2 separate regions of the Mus musculus genome follow, and region 2 is linked to region 1. Evidence: chromatin contacts called from public promoter capture Hi-C data. All regions are on one chromosome and are shown on one strand. Each heading gives the region's core, a stretch centred on a gene start, on an enhancer-like site or on the middle of the called end of the contact. The rest is flanking DNA. Distances are from core to core; before and after follow the strand shown. Region 1 overlaps Slc16a10 (solute carrier family 16 (monocarboxylic acid transporters), member 10). Region 2 holds the start of Ddo (D-aspartate oxidase).

Region 1 (4,785 bases), core at 1,238-3,737:
ATTAGCAAGGAGAAGCCCAAAGACCATTCTCCAGCTGGGGCTTATCTTGCCTCTCCCCCATGCCTACCCTCGTGTTCCTTAGTTGAAAACCATGATGTAGTCCTTGGTGGCAGTCAGAAGGAATCCAGCTTGTAGAGTTGCCCTGCTTTCTAAGTTTCTTCTTATTTATTCAGAGGCATGCTTAGCTTCTCATGTCACTCCGTACACACACAGCTCTTCCTCAGTCTAAGCAAGCAGCTAGCATTTGTACTTTTCCCTTCAAATTCTACTCAGGTTCCTTCAAATTATACTTATTAGCAGCATAAGAAGGTTTTCATCTTTAAAGAGCCTTTCTGAGGGCTTCTAAACCTCCTGTATAAAAAGGAAAGTTTGTTTGAGATTCTGTAGGTACTCATGTACTGGACCTATAGCTTTGCCTCTCCTGAGGGCTTGGAGAGACTGCTAGGAGGAAAGGCTCAGAGCCTGCTCTCCAGCTGGATATTGTAACCAGTGTGTGCCTCTCCTTCTTCTGTCTCCATATCTCAAAGCCCAGGAGAAGCATTTCCAGAGACCACATTGACCTTGATATATGTAATATCCTCGCATGACTCAGTTTCGTTGTTTAACCTGATAGTGAAAGGCTGTCAGACCATCACAGAGTGTCACAGAGAGAGTGTAAGCTACCAGTGTCAGGTGGCAGGTCCACTTTTCCTGTGACTCTTCTTCTGCCTTCTAGGGAGCCTTCTCTAGCACACTGGTCACAGCAGTGTCCTGGCTCTGAGTCCTTGTAATCGTACTGACTTACACTACAGTTAGATGTCCAATCTCAACCACTGAAAGCAGCTGTTTGTCCTGAGGACAGACATGAGTGACAGAGGTTCTAGGAGAACAGTGACACAAAGGTTCACAAGAAGATGCGAGGCCAATCTCAGTAAGTGCATGAGATTTCAACTCATTCTCCAAAGACTGCTTCTGCTATATGCACATGCCCATCTGGCTTCATCATCTCCGTATTGTGAAGTTCCTCTAGCACTTGATATTTGTGATAATAATGCTATCAATACTGCTTCTAATATATGTTTTGAGGGAGGCAGAGAAATGCACAATAGATTTTACCTTTTCTTTAAAATTGTTTTGATTTTTGAGAATTCAAGAACTTGCAATTATTTTGGAAAACTGCTTATGTGGAAAATTTCATACAGAATGAAGCATTGGGAACTCGAGGCTAATCTCTGCCATACGGTGAGAGACTTTGTCTAAAAACAAAACAGGCAACTTCCCCCTCCAACCAAAAAGAATGAAGCAGGGGCTGGAGAGATACCTCAGTGATTGAGGACATTGGCTGTTCTTGCAGAGGACCTGGGTTTGACGTCCAACAGCCGCATAGTAGCTCATAACTGTCTATAACTCCAGTCCCAGGGGATTCAGTCACTCTTCTGGCCTCATAAGTACCAGGCACACATGGAGGACGATGTGCACGCAGGCGAAGCATCCATACACACAAATGCAGTAGTAGTAATTAAGATATACTTTTAAAGTGAACCGTTACTTGTTCTGTACGATTCTTACTGGGATAGAGATAAAAGTATTTCTTTAAGCAGGCCGTGACTAACTTGAAGCCACAAACACTTTTCAACCAAGTTTCTGTTTATTGTGTCTTTTGAGTCAAGAGTAGAGATTTGGTTAGTAGTCATCAGAGTGAGGTGAGATTAATCTGGAAAGGTCCAGAAGTGACTCTTAACGGTGGCAGAGCTGGGTGTGAACGAATGGGGCGGGGGAAGGGCTTCTCAGGATTGCCAGCGTGCCTTCATTTGATCAGATCCGAGTCCATGTGATACCTCAGTATGCTGGTAAGTGAGCATTATTGTTCAAAATTTAATTATTAACCAGCTTTATCTTTCTTAGTTGGTTTTACTACTGATAAGTCGCCTTTTGAATTGACTTTGCAAAAAGAAAGAAAAGATGGCAACTTTTCACTTGATTTCCTTTAGTCCTTACCTAAATTATTTCAAAGCACATATCCCTTCACTGTCCTAAGAAATGTAGTTATTTGATTAAATTAAACATTCTTATATCCTTTACTATTCTTTTGAGACATAAGAGCTTACTATAAAAGTCTGCAGACTGAAATCACTGCTGGGCACACTTAGTTAAGTCTTAGTGCAATCGGGATGTCACTTCTTCTTATCTTGCACAATGCAATACAGGAACAGCGCAATACAGGGCAAAGGTTGGTTGGCAGCCCTGGGCCAGTGCGGGTGGGAGGAGTCCAGCTGCTCTTCAATGCAAATGTTCTTGACAAAACACTGGAAGACAGTACCAAACATAGTCTTTTCTTGGTGTATATTGCTTAGTAAGCACCTGGGATGTGCCATAAAAATAATGAGTGTACACAGTTGAAATGTAATTTAAAAGTATTATTGAGGAAGATTTTATTGTCCGTTCCTGGCAGCTCTTTTCTGAGCTGTGCAGAGCACAGTTCTTACTCAATGCTGTATATGGTTCAGTAGAAGTCCTTGGCAGGGAACAGGGGACAAGGCACTGATGACCTTAATGGTCAGTTTTCAGACATTCAGATTAAGTGAAATATTTTACTGCTGTATTCTTGATTTATTAGGCTTTTCTCCATTTTTGATTTTTATTTTCAGAGAACATTGACAAGATCTGTTTTTGCTAAGGGAATTCCTTTAAAGATTTGCTCCATATTCCATGTGTATGAGTGTTTAGCTGCAGATATGTATATTCACCCTGTGCATGGCTAGTGTCCACAGAGGCCAGAAGAGGCTATCTTTGATGCCTCTGAGGTGGAGTTATGGGATCATGAGCTGCCATGTGGGGTCTGGGAACTGAGTCCAAGTCCTCTGCTAGAGCAGCAGATGCTCCTAACAGCTGAGGCCTCTCTCCAGCCTCTCTCTGAGACTTTCTTTTACCAAGCACCATTAAGAAAAGATTAAAGCTCTGTTCTGTCTTTTTCATCTTTACACAGCTCCATCGAGCCTCTGTACCTCACCTATGGAATCATATTTGCCTGCGGCTGCTCCTTTGCCTACCAGCCGTCACTGGTCATTTTGGGACACTACTTCAAGAAGCGCCTTGGACTAGTCAACGGCATCGTCACGGCCGGCAGCAGCGTCTTCACAATCCTGCTCCCTTTGCTGTTAGGAAATCTAATCAGCAGTGTGAAGCTCTTTAACACGCTGCGGATCCTCTGCATCTTCATGTTTGTTCTCTTTCTGGCTGGCTTTACCTACCGACCTCTTGTTCCCAGCACCAAAGAGAAAGAGAGTGGGGGCAGCAGAAGCTCATTCTTCTCCAGGAGAAAGCTTAGTCCTCCAAAAAAAGTCTTTAACTTTGCCCTCTTCAAGGAGACAACCTATGCAGTGTGGGCTGCTGGGATACCACTTGCACTTTTTGGCTACTTTGTGCCTTACGTTCACTTGGTAAGTATGCATCTTTGGCTCTGTTTGTAATAAATATCATCGGGTCACAAGGGAGATCTATCCAGATGAGCAAGACATGTCAGGAAGCCTGCCCCCAGACTCTGAGAATGAAAGGTTTTTCAAACAAGAGCAGTTCCCCCATCAGACAATCAAACAAAGGGTCTAATGGTGTGCTTCAGCATTTTAAAAATCCCAAGCAAACGCAGTTTTTTAAAAGGGGAACTAAAATCTTGGAATGAATTATATCAAGGTAAGATATGTGAAATGGGTAAGATGCTGCCAAGCCTGACAGCCTGAGTTTGATGTCTGGCAGCTCCCACAGTGGGAGGCGAGAGCCAGCTCCTGAGGGCCATCCTCCAGCCTTCACTGCTGCAGCTAGGAGCCCCTCCACCACCCATTCCCCCAGGAAAGAAATGTAGCAAAAAGGTCTGATCGATCACTTCCAGAAGGAGCTTGCTGATCTCATTCAGGGATCAATTGAGTGTAATGACCTTGTTAATATTAATAATTTTGAACAGATGGATGCAGAAATTACGTAGTTAACAAAATGACAGTGACTAATACAAAGAAACATTGTATCTATTTGTGAGATATTTCTGGAAAACACGAGAATTCTCATCAGAGAAGTATTTGAGAAATGACAGGGAAAATTTCAATGAGAGAAAAGCCTTAAAATTTTATGGGAAATTAGGATTTCAAGTGCTCAAGCCTTTTCTGTCGTTTTCTTCAATGTCAACATTCATCCTGTTTATACTGAATCACCAATAAACAGCATCAAGGTATTTGCCTTAGGCAAAATGTACTCAAAGGTGTTCTCTCTCTCTCTCTCTCTCTGTGTGTATGTATGTGTGTGTGTGTATGTGTGTGTATGTGTGTGTGTGTGTGTGTGTATGTATGTGTATGTGTGTGTATGTGTGTGTATGTGTGTGTGTGTATGTGTGTGTATGTGTGTGTATGTATGTGTGTGTGTGTATGTATGTGTGTGTATGTATGTATGTGTGTGTGTGTATGTATGTGTATGTGTGTGTGTGTATGTGTGTGTATGTGTGTGTGTGTGTGTGTGTGTGTGTGTTGTCTTCTTTCTCTTCCCTTCTCCTTGTGGTCCTCCTCTTCCTTTTTTTCTTTACTCTTTGTGGTGGAAAATAAATACAGTTCAATAATGAACAAAAACAGCGTTTGCTTCAGTTTTTCTTTGGTGTATGTTCTAACTGTGTGGGTGGGTCGGTTGGTTGTTTCTGTTTAAACCTTATAGTCTACTTTGGGATAGCTGTAATTTATCTTCAGTTAAAATTTTTGTTGAAAGTAACAGTGGCTCACAAAGTTCCTAGGCCTAGAACATCAGCTGATAACCACACCATGATTCCTT
Region 2 (4,785 bases), core at 614-3,113, 550 kb before region 1:
GATGACTGGGAGACACCAGGCCATCTTCAGGATCACTCATGCCTATTGGTGGCCGGTGTGAAATTAGCATCTTGCAAATGTACCGTCTCTCACCTGCACACGTGTGAGGAATAAGCATCCCAGCCGCTACATTACTGGTGGTATCAGGAGTGAACCTGTCTGAGATGACAGTGACGGTGCATCCGGGAACCAGTTGGGAAATGCATGCTGCAGTAGACAGCCCTATCACGCCAGCTCCAACGACCGCAATACACACTGTGTCCATGGCCTAAGGAGGAAAACGCAAATGGACCACCTTGCTTAGGGCATTATTCTCCCCGGATGAAATCTGACCCTAAAGTTCTTTCCTTACATCAGGCAGCCTCTCAGAGTAAAACTTCCTTCCGAAAAAGGGTCCCCAGGACCCAGCCCAGCAACCTTTTAAGCTCTCATTCCATAAATAACAGTGCGAACTTCGAGGTCTCTCTACGGGCAATTGCTACCAAAACAGAATCAGCCTAGGTTTGCCTGCCGTGCTCACCAGCACTAATCACATGGCATTCGGGGGTAGAATTCTAGTCATAGTGCCCTTGCCTAACTTTTTCCCTATGGGCACATTCTAGGGACTGCTGAGGAGGTAAGCTAGTCCTGGGAAGCAGCCGAGCTGTGACTTCTGCTCCCGGGACTCTAGGGAGCAGACACAGAGGTCATGTCTGGCTGCCACAGATGATTGCATAACAGGAAGAAATGGCCGCGGTCCTTTAGCCTCTGTGCCTTCACCTGAAGACAGCACCAAATGAATTCTTATTAGCCTCTTTGAGTAGTAAACGGCAGGCCGCTGAGGCTGTCTCCCAAATAGATCCCCTGTGGGAGGATGTAGGGAAAATGTAGATACCAGGCGCCTGCGCCAGGCACCCCAAGGCTGACATCTTGTGTGGAAGGTAGAGAGAGGGGCAAAGATGTCAGTGTCCTCCACGCTCTCCGCAGAGGCAGCAGGAATCTGTTACTTGGTGCTGACCTGTCAGCCTCCTGCCCGCCTTCACTTCTTTGTCTTACTATGTGTGCTCCATGCCCAACTCCCTCTATCTGGCTCAATTCCAGATTAAGGAGAGTGGACAAAACGTAATTATTCCAGTTAGTTATAGCCATTCCTTAGGGGTAAAGTTCTCTCAGCCAGCTGCTTGTGTTGTTAGCCTAAATCCCACCCACCCCTGGTACAATCCCTTCTTGCAACAGGCAGTGAACAGGGCATCAGGCCAGGTGAGGTTAGCCATGGCAGACATCATGAGGTCTGGCTATGAGTGGTTCTCTGCCTCCTCCCTAGCTCCACTTGACTCCCACTCCGTGAGCCTTGAAGCCTTTTCAGGGAGGTTTAATGTGCGCTTCTCCTCCAACTGAGCCGTGTGCGTTTCTGAGCAGGTGAGCTGAGATGTCAGACTGCCAGGGTTGAAGAAAGACAAGAGAAGATTCCCAGCAGGACACAGTCCAGTGGGGAAGGCTGGGAGAGGGAGGTCCTGGACTTGTTTCCAGAGGAGGTAATAGAAGACAGACGGCCATGATCTTACTAGTTGCCTATCTAGCAGCCTTGCGCCACAGCTCTAATAAGTTAACACTAGGGTGAAAAGCAATCTGTGGCTAAGAATAACCAGCTGCCAGTGGAGTGGAAAGAGAGCCAGAAACATAGGGCATGTCCTGATATAGTGTGACCTATCAATCTCTGGCCCCAACCCCACCAAGACACACCCCTAAAATCCCAGAGTGCATACAGAACGACCCTAGAGCAAAGAGTGAGGATTCAAATACCTGTCTCTGAAAAAGCAGTCTGGTATCCACCGGAGGTCCTGGCACCAACACTTGTTTTCCAGTGACCTGTTAGCCTGGTCTCCTAAGAGACAGGGAAAACAAAACTCCTTCCCATTGGGGAAATTATTAAGGACACTCTCTCTAAGCTTACCCTCCATTGGTCCATGCCACAGTGTCTGCCTCTGACTCCCCAGGAGAGAGGCACGTGTAAGCTCTGTGGAACTGCCTCTCTGCCAAGCCTGCAGGGGAAGTTTCGTCCTCTATGACCTGTCTTTGTCTGGCTTTCAAGAACTTCAGCTTGCCACCAGCCTGGAGTTTCTCCGGCTGATTTGTTTGCATGGCAAATAAATGGGTGGTCTGTCTGACTTCCAAAAAGTCCCAGCTAGAACCAAGCACTCGTTTCCCCTGCCGCATTGTTCAGAGTTGTTGATAGCTGAGATGCCGGCCTGGTGGCAGATGGAAAATTTATTCAGAAAATAAGTTAGGATGAACCAAATATTTATAGAAGGGAACTGGTATTTGCTGAGTGTCACCTCCTCAGAAACACACACAGCTCAGTAGTAGGAAAAGCCCACATTAAACCTCCCTGAAAGTCATTTGATTCTAGAGACGTAATTGGTTGTATCACAATAGCTATAATATATCTTAAAGATTTGTTTTACATTTAAATTGCTGTGGTCTGTTGGTCTGTGGTCTATTGCATGTTGTTCTCACATGCACGCAGTGCCCATGGAGGCCAGAAGAGGGCACCAGATGTCCTGGAGCTGGAGTTATAGGTGGTGGTGCGCCACCTGATGAAGGTGCTGGCAATTACATGTGTTAATCGCTGAGCCATTTCTCCAGCCCAGATAATATTTAATAGAATAATATTAACCACGTTAATATACTAATAAGAGATTTCGCTTTAGCCATGACTGTATCACCACGTAACACCATTCTCTTGTGAAATGAGACGTATCCTCCTTATTCTACAGATATAAACCGAGGCTCCAAGACATGTGGAAAAGCCCATGGTCTCTTGTGTGATAAAGGCCATTCTGTGTAGCAGACTCCCTATGCATGCTCTCAGCCAAGCAGAGGTCCTCTTTGTCAAAGCAGGGTCCTCACTATCTTATCTTGAGCAAGTCAGAGGCTGTCTCAGTCTGTCTTCCCATCTGAAAAGGAGAGAAAGATGATTCCTTTTGCATGTGGCCATGAGCCTCTGGTGAGCTCAGCTAGGTACGATTTTATACAAGGCTGTCTGGGTGTCAAAATGGAAAAGAAAGGGCATTGTCCCTTCAGTCCACAATCCCAAAGTCACAGAAAATGGAACAGTTCTGTGTCTAGGGGAATGGGTTCTTTCTCCACACACATCCAGCAACCAATATAGCAGACTCTCCAGCAGACACATCCGGTTCAGCAGGATTCTCTTTCAATTCTGGCACCTTCTACCTGAAGATGGTATCTGGTACCACAGGTTGGAGGCTCAGGTCTTAAGACTTACCCCTTATCAAAGGTCAGATGCATATCTCAAACCTCGGGTTGTGCCCTGTGCCTTGGGTCCCACCACAAATTTGGGGTTCTAGGTTGCCCACACTGGGTTCAATTCGTTTGCTGCAGTACCTCGTAGAACTCAGGAGAGCTTAGTCTGATATAAAGGCTGCAAAGAAACCACTAACCCTGGTGTCTTAGTTAGGGTTTACTGCTGTGAACAGTTACCATGACCAAGGCAACTCTTACAAGACAACATTTAACTGGGGCTGGCTTACAGGTTCTGAGGTTCAGTCATTATGGTGGGAAACATGGCAGCATCCAGGCAGGTATGGCTCTGGAAGAACTGAGAGTTCTACATCTTCTTCTGAAGCCAAACAGAAGACTGGCTTTCAGACAGTTAGGATGAGAGTCCTAAAGCCCACACCCACAGTGACACACTCCCTACAACAAGGCCACACCATCTCCCACAAAGCCACATCTCCTAATAGTGCTATTTCCTGGGCCAAACATACTCAAAGCACCACACCTGTCCTTTTAGATATTTATGTTGACTTACATCCACAGATGTGACTGGCTATACATCTCACTTCCCTAGAATCTGAGGGAGGATGCTGAAAGTCTCTACCTTCTAACTATGCCTTGTTCTTTTCTGTGGGAAGGATCCTTCACGGCAGAGGCCATCGTCAACAAATCGATGAGTCTGCATACAAAAGACACTCCTAACCCTCAAGGTGCTAAGAGTTTTAGGAGCTATCAGGATTTGAGAATAAAAACCAAATGTATACTGCACTATATCCCAGGTGATATCCATATTTTATTATTATTACCCATATCCATATTTTATATTATTATCCATATTTTATTGAACACAGCTAAAAATCAGGAACTGCTTATAGAGTAGTCCCTCTGTCAAGGAACACTTCAAAGACTTTAAAAGATTTAAGGATTTCTCTCTCTCTCTCTCTCTCTCTCTCTCTCTCTCTCTCTCTCTCTCTCTGTGTGTGTGTGTATGTGTGTGTGTGTGTGTGTGTGTGTGTGTGTGTGATTTTTTATTTATTTATATTTTCCATTAATTTTCTTAGTTATTCACTTTACACCCTGATCGTAACCTCCAATTTCCTCCCAGTCCCCCCTTCACACCACTCCTCCTCCTATCCCTCCCCTTCATCTCTGATAAGGGTGAGGTCCCCACTGGGTACCAACCCACCATGACACCTCAAGTCACCGCAGGACTAGGAATATCCTCTCCCATTGAGGTCAACCAAGGCAGCCAAGTTAGGAGTCTGGACAGGATCCACAGGCAGGCAACATACTCAGGGTGAGCCCTTGCTCCAGGAGACCAAGACTTGGAGCGTGAAGATCAAGCTACACATCTGCTGCATATGCATGTGGGAGGAGGGGCAGCTAGGTCCAGGCCTTGTATGTTCTTTGGTTGGTGGTTCAGTCTCTGGGAGGCCCCAAGGGTCCAAGTTAGTTGACTCTCTTGGTCTTCTTTCTGAATCCCTGTCCCCTCCAGATTCTTCAATCCTA

What was found. Promoter capture Hi-C pulls out the DNA fragments that hold promoters and counts their contacts.
Region 2: a promoter capture Hi-C map of pre-B cells shows a contact between it and region 1, with 3 times the contacts expected there. The contact joins the promoter of Ddo here to the enhancer-like site in region 1. A contact is called at or near these places in 4 of 39 promoter capture datasets (the 3T3-L1 cell line, frontonasal cranial neural crest, hippocampal neurons and 1 more) and 1 of 9 other capture datasets (embryonic stem cells).

Annotation. Positions count from the first base shown.
Region 1 is chr10:40,075,198-40,079,982 of GRCm38.p6, reverse strand. It overlaps Slc16a10 (solute carrier family 16 (monocarboxylic acid transporters), member 10), which reads left to right. Exons shown (of 6, transcript NM_001114332.1): 3 at 2,966-3,419. Among named protein-coding and RNA genes, the nearest start is that of Gm25613, 32 kb to the left of the region's middle. Within about 2 kb of position 2,487, at least 49 of the 459 cell types and tissues checked have an H3K27ac peak or open chromatin away from gene starts, as enhancers often do.
Region 2 is chr10:40,627,089-40,631,873 of GRCm38.p6, reverse strand. Ddo (D-aspartate oxidase) reads right to left here and starts at 1,863. Exons shown (of 5, transcript NM_027442.5): 1 at 1,783-1,863; 2 at 94-268. The coding sequence starts at 265.